2 separate regions of the Gossypium arboreum genome follow, and region 1 is linked to region 2. Evidence: chromatin contacts called from public Hi-C data. All regions are on one chromosome and are shown on one strand. The core of a region is the stretch at or near the end of the contact, and the rest is flanking DNA. Distances in the headings are between cores, read along the strand shown. Region 1 holds the start of LOC108487353. Region 2 has its middle 18 kb from the start of LOC128281486.

Evidence for each region. A called contact is a pair of places that touch in the nucleus more often than the background predicts.
Region 1: a contact with region 2 is called in a Hi-C map of leaf, with 8 times the contacts expected there. The contact joins the promoter of LOC108487353 here to the enhancer-like site in region 2. A contact is called at or near these places in 2 of 5 Hi-C or Micro-C datasets (both in leaf).

What each region holds. Positions count from the first base shown.
Region 1 is chr10:10,025,498-10,029,510 of ASM2569848v2, reverse strand. It overlaps LOC108487353, which reads right to left and starts at 1,259. Exons shown (of 7, transcript XM_017791670.2): 1 at 570-1,259; 2 at 155-471. The coding sequence starts at 837.
Region 2 is chr10:9,987,951-9,991,478 of ASM2569848v2, reverse strand. No RefSeq gene overlaps it. Among protein-coding and RNA genes, the nearest start is that of LOC128281486, 18 kb to the left of the region's middle. Within about 2 kb of position 1,723, at least 2 of the 2 cell types and tissues checked have an H3K27ac peak or open chromatin away from gene starts, as enhancers often do. A contact at or near this core is called in leaf, where this site is marked.

The sequences.
Region 1 (4,013 bases), core at 10-2,509, 38 kb before region 2:
GCTTTTTTGTTTTTAGAAAAAAAAAAAGAAAAAGAAATTGCTCTGTGAAACAAGAACACTAACTGAAAAACCCAATGGCTACTTTATACAATGAAAAACTCAAAATAGAAATTGAAAAAAATAAAAGAAAATAAAAGGAAGCTCGAAAACTTACAGCTTCAGGGTCAACTCGATGAAACAAAAGCTTTCTCCTTGCTCTGCAACTTGTTCTATAAGCAATTACAGTGTGACCAAGTGCGAAAACTACTGATGAAAGAAATAAAACAGGCATTCCCCACGATTTCTTCCAATGAAGCCTTTGGCTTGTCAACGAATAAGCCGACGAGGATGCCTCTGCCTCTATTCGAGAATTCACCGTAAAAACACACGCCTTAATTGAAAGTAGAATAATCGAAACAAATGCGCATAAAGTAACCGTTCCTGCATAAGGTCCATGGGATAATGCTGGGCCATCACACATCGAATATACACCTGCAAATTATAAACATAAACATAAACAAAATGAGAAAATGTATAATGATTCCTTTCATATATATATTCTTGTCAACAATGAAAGAGAGCGATCGTACAAGTGATGATGATAGATCTGAGGATGGAAACGAGAGGGATATCGATTAAGGAGTTTTTGAAAGCGTAAAGACGAAAGTGTTGGTTGAAACTGTAGCAGGTGACGCACGTGAAGCTTGAGAGTAAAAGGAAAGGGACCATGATGTCGCCTAACGCCACCAGCAACGGCAGAGACGATCCTATAAGCGACGCTAACATAGCCACCATGAAAATCGCCGTCCGTACGATCCTCCTTCCTTTTTCTACCACCATCCATGCTTTCATCGCCATTGTCGAGAATAGAATCGGACGGCCACAATATATTCTTCCAGATTTGAATACAAAAAGAAAAGAAAGAAAGTTTTTCCCCTTTATTTTTTGTTAAACAGAACTATGTTGGAGATGAAATCCTGGAGAAAACCAATTGAAACGCCGCATGCGACGGCATTTCGGCGGTCCGTCGGACAATGGAAAAGAGGTGGAAAGGGAAGTTCAGTGATGGCAGACTCCGAAAAGGAGTATGGTTGTGGTGGTTGATGGCAACTCCTGCATTATGTTTGAAGGTAATGAGTTGTCTCTCTCTCTCTCTCTCTGTGTTTTTCTGAATCCTTTGTCTCACTGTTTTTCGCTGTGTTTTCGTTTCTCTTTCTCCTTCGTTGTTCTCTCTTTCCCTTTTTCTTTTTTTTCCTTTTCATATATATAGACTGGCTTATTACACTGAAATGGTATATTTATGGTTTTAGGGACTATAGCATAGTAGGTTCAAGTTTGTAAATTTATTTTAGGGTTAAACTTGATTTTAATATTTTTATATAAAAATTCTTGTAATAATAGGCTCTCTTTTTTTTACTAAAATATTATAAAAATAATTATTATTTTATCAAAATTACATGTATCCAAAATTATTTACTAAAATATTATCTTTTAAACAATAATTTAGATTTTTTTATTTTTTATATCTAACTTGAAATCTTGAGGTGACAAAAATTCTTACATTGGGATCTCAAATCTTCATCCTATATTGTTTTGGTAAGTAATTTTAAACATATTTTATTTAAATAATATTTTTTATAATATTTAGGTCAAAAGCTTGTAATAATATTTATTAATTAAATAATTATTTAATTGACTCATAACATTAATTTAATTAAGAAGTTAAATTTAATATAGTAATATAATTATATTATTTATATTAATATATAAAATTTTATGTTAAACATTGTTAAACAATTTTAATTTATCAATAATTTAATTAAAAAAATATTGATTTTGTTTTATATGATTTAGGTGGATAAATATGAAATATGAAAATTAAATTATTAAAATATTAATTTTACAAACTTACAGGAGTACATAAATATAAGTGGATTATTCACATTTAATTTAAATTCTCATCTAGTTTTATTATTATAAAATAAAATAAAATGGTATGTTTTTAATATATATAAATATATATATCTAGTATAAATACTAACAATAAGGTTTTGAATAACTTGGAGAAGAAGTGAATGAAAAATAAAAGGTTAAAATGGGTGTTTGTTTTGAGTGAATTTGTATGGTTTTGAAGAATAATAAATTAATTTTGTCGTTATATTAAAATGAATTACTGTAATCTTAAACTGCGAATAATGATTAATAAGAATAAACTGGTTGATATTGAATCTGACAGCACTTGATTCTGCCTTGCACCATATCTGCCACTGCACTGCCATCCCTTTTTATTTTGTTTTTTACAATGTCTTTTACTTTTCTTTGGACCGATTTGCCCTGTCCCCAAATTCTCTCTTCTCTTCTCTTTTTTTTTTTTTATTCAAATATGTATTCCATCAATTAAATTGTGTTGATATGGCATTACTAGCTAATTCACTAGTGCCACATACTAGCCTCTCATTGTGCTGGAAAATATAAATTTAAAAAATATAAAAAATTATTTTTACCACATGACATTATAAGAGATTACTATGTGAGACCATCAGATTGACTAGAAACATCAGAGCAATTTAATCTCTATCAATTTCAAAAGTAAGCAATTACGGACAGATTATCACGACGTTAATGTTTTTCATCAATTGTACATTATTTTAATTGATATAATAGCAAATTTAGCTCTCAAAGTTTACACATTCTATTAATTTGGTATTGATTTAACAAATCTAACTTGTAACATTTATGTAAATGTGTAAAAATTGAGGTTGAATTAGGCCAAATTGACAAAATATGTTAACATTGAGGGTTAAAAGTGTTATTATACCAATCAAATTTATGTACACTTAATGTAAGACATTAGCGCCATGGTAGTTGTCTTTAGTTACTCGCTTTCGAAATTGACATGGAATAAATTGGTCTAATTTTCCTAAAAGGACCAATTTGCTCTCAAAATTTTTAAAGAGACTAAAAAGGTCTTTTTACCAAAATAATTATAATTTTTGAATTTTTTATTTTTGCGGCTAACTTAGTAATCGTTAATGGCCATATAAGCAAATTAACTGTCAACAACAAAAATCATTGGTCAAAAGACTTAATTGATTATTTTTTAACGTTTGAGGGCTCAATTGAGTATGTTTTTCACGAAGAGACTTAATTGATTTTTTTTCCAAAGTTCAAGGGTTTACCTACTGCTTAAGTTTAGCTGACTTCTACCCTTAACTCCCTTCCAACCATTAAATCAGAAAAGTAGATTCATTTTCATTTATATTGTATCATTTATATTCATGCTATTTTTTTTAATTTACATTACATTATTTTTGTATTTGTTTAATAATTATTTTCATTACATTCAAAATTTTACACTAATTTAAATATTCTAATCAAGATGTAATATAATTTTTAATTTATATAAAATATGTTACTATTATTATTCATTTAAAATATGTTACTATTATTATTCATTTATTTATATTTTTATTTATATTTTTTAATTTAACTAATTGTTTTATTTTGGGATGTTTATTTGGTTTTAATTTTTAATTTTATTGTGTATCACTAATATATTTATGCCTTTTAGAATTTTAATACAAGACCCAAATTTACCATTTTTAAAATATCGTATATTTCAAGACTAAATCTCATCATATATGCAATTAAAGTTCTTTCTTAATATTTATTTCCATATATAAGTTATCAATGTTATAAAATAAAGAGAGATGGAGGAATAAAGAACAAAGAAAATATGAAAGCAATAAAAATGTAATTTATTGATCAAAAGGGGTGATTACAATACTTCATCAGACTCTCTATTTGTAGGCATAAGAAGTATAATAAAAGAAGTAGAGATCTAATTCTAATAACTATTAGAATTTAAAGTACATCAAAACTTTATCTTGATCATGATGGACATCCACTTAATAAGATATTCATAACACTCCCCCTTGGATGTCTATTAGTAGATAATGTGTCTCGTTAAAACCTTATTAGGAAAAACCCCTGTGGGATAAAAACCTAATGAAGGGAAAAAAGTACACAATCTA
Region 2 (3,528 bases), core at 474-2,973:
ACTCTTTCATTGGAATTATGGACTGTCCTTCCACCAACCTTGATAATATGGACAAGCATCGCACAGAGAACATATCTACTGCACTCTTTGGAAACTAAATAATTATGAATTAAGTACCAAAACAATGTCTAACTTTCTACAGCATGGACTATCATTCTTGCAATGAATGAATCATATTCCTAGTTGCCATGGTCGTATGACCCACAAACACAGGCTTTTATATTCTAATTTGACACGAGAATCTCTTATTTTGGTGATTGATAAAAATTCTCCCATTCATATATACCTAACCTTAAATCATTACTTCATTAAAAACTATTTTATTAAATGTCATTAAATTCTTTTATATTTACATAAGATAGCCGTTATATTTAAAATTTTAGATGGACTAAAAGAAGTACCTTATATTGACATCTAGATTCATAGAAATTATATAAATATTAATACCCACCATCAATCAATGTTTTATTTAGTTAAGTTATAGGTCCCTTTTATTTTATAAAATGACAAAACGGTGCATTTGAAAAATGAAAAGTACTAAAAATTATGAAAAACTCAATAAAAAATCATAGCATAAAAAAGAGGGGGTTGAAAAATGAAAATCTTTGAAAAAAAAATGAAATATCTCTTATTGGGAATAAGAAGAAATTATCAATATATGTTAGAGTTGTGTGATCCGAATTCTTGCTAAAGAAATAATATAATGGTAAAGTTAGGGGATCTGTGGTGGGCTTAAGGCCGATGGCCGAAGTATATAGATGTAGAACTACGCTATATGTTGCATAAGTAGAATTTGTATAGTACTACGCTTCTTTTATTTGACTTTGATTAGAATAAGGTTTTTCAGTCTTTAAATAGATGTAGTTGGAACTTTTCTTATATCATTCGATTTTTTAACACTAGTCAATTTTCTTCTCCCCTGCCCGTAGTTTTTCCCTAAAAGAATTTCTATATAATTTCTTTGTGTTTTATTTTTCTTTCTTATTTTATCATTATTAATATTTAATTTTACTTTATGTATCAATATTGAAATCTATTTTCTAATTTCAATGGGACATATGTGCTTCTTGACAAAGGCAATAAAGCTTGACTATGAACAGTGGTTAAGATTTTGTTTTATTATATTGTCCTTTATGAAGATCTTTTGTTGCGTGGTTTTCACCCATTTTTATAGTCCCATTAGAAAGAAAATTCCAACACATTTTGCACCATCAAAAGCAAAACCTTGCACTCTAGGGTTTCCATTCCCCCTCCTAATGGGGTTGATTTGAAGTGATGCAAAGTTTGTGAAAAAGCATAAATGATGGAAAGGTTTTGTCCTTGGGAATGGGGTTGTTGAGAGGTATGTGTTGCTTGGTGGCGTGGATTTAGAATGTAAATGTAATGTTAGTATTTCAATGTGTAAATTTGAGAAGAAACCTTAGAAAATAATGTATCATCATTCATAAAAAGGTTAATAATTGTATAATGTTGAAGTTCTAATACATGTATTTCTCTACCCTCATCTTTCACATATTATTATTCATCGTACCATATTATATTTATATAAATTTTGATATATTCATATCATATTTGTATTATTGTGTCGTATTTGTGCTATATTTAAATTTCTTCTCCTTTATATTGTATTTGTATATTATGTGACCGTTTCTTATCTGTTATCACCAAATCTACTATGCATTCACAAAAATGTGGTTGTAGGCGTCTAGCAAAGTGAGGCTTTTTGTTGTACACTTGGGGAAAGAGTAGTCTAATGGGCTGGGTTTGGTACAAAGTAGTTGAACGTACTAATTTGATGCTTCTTGTTGAGGTTGAAGTTTTTATTACCCAACATTGTTTAAATCACTCATAAGTTCAAATATCTAAAAGTGATGATGGTAGAAATTGGGCTAAATTTCTCATCAAGGGTTGGGCTTCAATGTATATATATATATTCAAGAAACGTGGTCCATTTGGGTTAGAAATTAGAATAATGTGACCAATAAGTTTCTAAATTCTGAATGTTCAAAAAATGATTGTGGCTAATATATGGATACTTTTCCTCTGCTTTGACTTTGAACTATGAACCCAACCTAAGATATTCAGCCTGCTTGCTAAAAAGAACAATAGGAACCACTACCATGCTAAAATAAAAAGGACAAAGAGATACCAGCTTATTATTTGAAGCCACAAAGTTTGATGAAGAGGAAAAAGAAAAGTAAGTTTGTAATGATGTTTTTTTTTTTTCCTTTCTTCGAGGGGGGGACGGTTGACAATTTATTTTCCTCAAATTTGGTTTGGGCCCGAAATTAAGCCCAAATTATTATCTATAAACCGTTATTTTATTTTAAAAATTATACTTTTATTAATACATTTTTATAATTAATTTAAATAAAAGCTACTTTTTTAATGTCAAATAGTAACTTGAGCCTTTAATTACAAATATCCTTACCAGTAGGCTTGGCATAATAAACTTCATTTGTCGGGCCACTTATTAAAACTCAAAGATTTATTCAGAAAGTGTGAGGGTCTAAGTAAAAATATAAGTTTAAAAAATGGGTTTGGACAAAAAAAGACTCATTTTCTAAACAGACCGAACTTCAGGTAAGATTTTTTGGCCCTGACCTTACTTGGCTCGAATTTGCCTAATTTTTTTTTACTGTTTTTTACTATCATTTTGATGTTGTTTTGTTATCATTTGCTATTATATTGTTACTATTTTGTTATTATCGTTTAGATATTGTATAACTCTTATTTTATTATTGATTTTGTTACTATTTTAAAGACATTTGTTTGTTAAGTTACAACTATCTTAGTGTTATTTAAGTATAAAACTTTTTTAAATGTATTTTCAGTTTGTTGGTTAATATTTTTAGTGTATTTGATGTATTATATTTTTTAAACTTGTTTATAAAAAAAATTAATACAAGCGCCAAGCTTCGAGTTTAGCATTTTTATCCTATTGAGTTTGGACAAAATTTTAAAACTAGTTTTCGAGGTAAAATAACTAATCCTTAACTCCTAATAATTTTAAGTTACCTTAAAAAATTAATATGCGTTTTTAAATATTTTATTATATTCATACAAGGTATTTATCAATTTTTTATATTACTTGTGAAGTTTAAAATTTTTATTTAGAGTGTATTGAACATTTTCCATAATTTTTACTGTTTTGAGTTCTTTTATCCTTCCCTTTAAAATGTTTGTGGATATTAAGTGAAGTATATTTTTAATAATAGTAGAGGATAAAATTGTAAATTTAAAATTGATATGAATAGAAGAATAAAATATTAAGATATTTACTACACCATCTTTGATTTTGTCAACCTAAATGAAATGGATTAGGACGAAAGAGAAATATTTCTTTGTGCTACATGTTATATTGGAGACCATACCTAAAAGAACCCTTGGTGAAAATATCAATTAAAAGACTTGTGTCTGAAACAAGCCATCTTCCAAGGTGCAGAGAAAATGAGAATAAATATCCCACAAGAAAGAAAAAGAAGGGGAGGGGGTCCATGAAAGTGAGATGACAAAATCTTAAAGGTG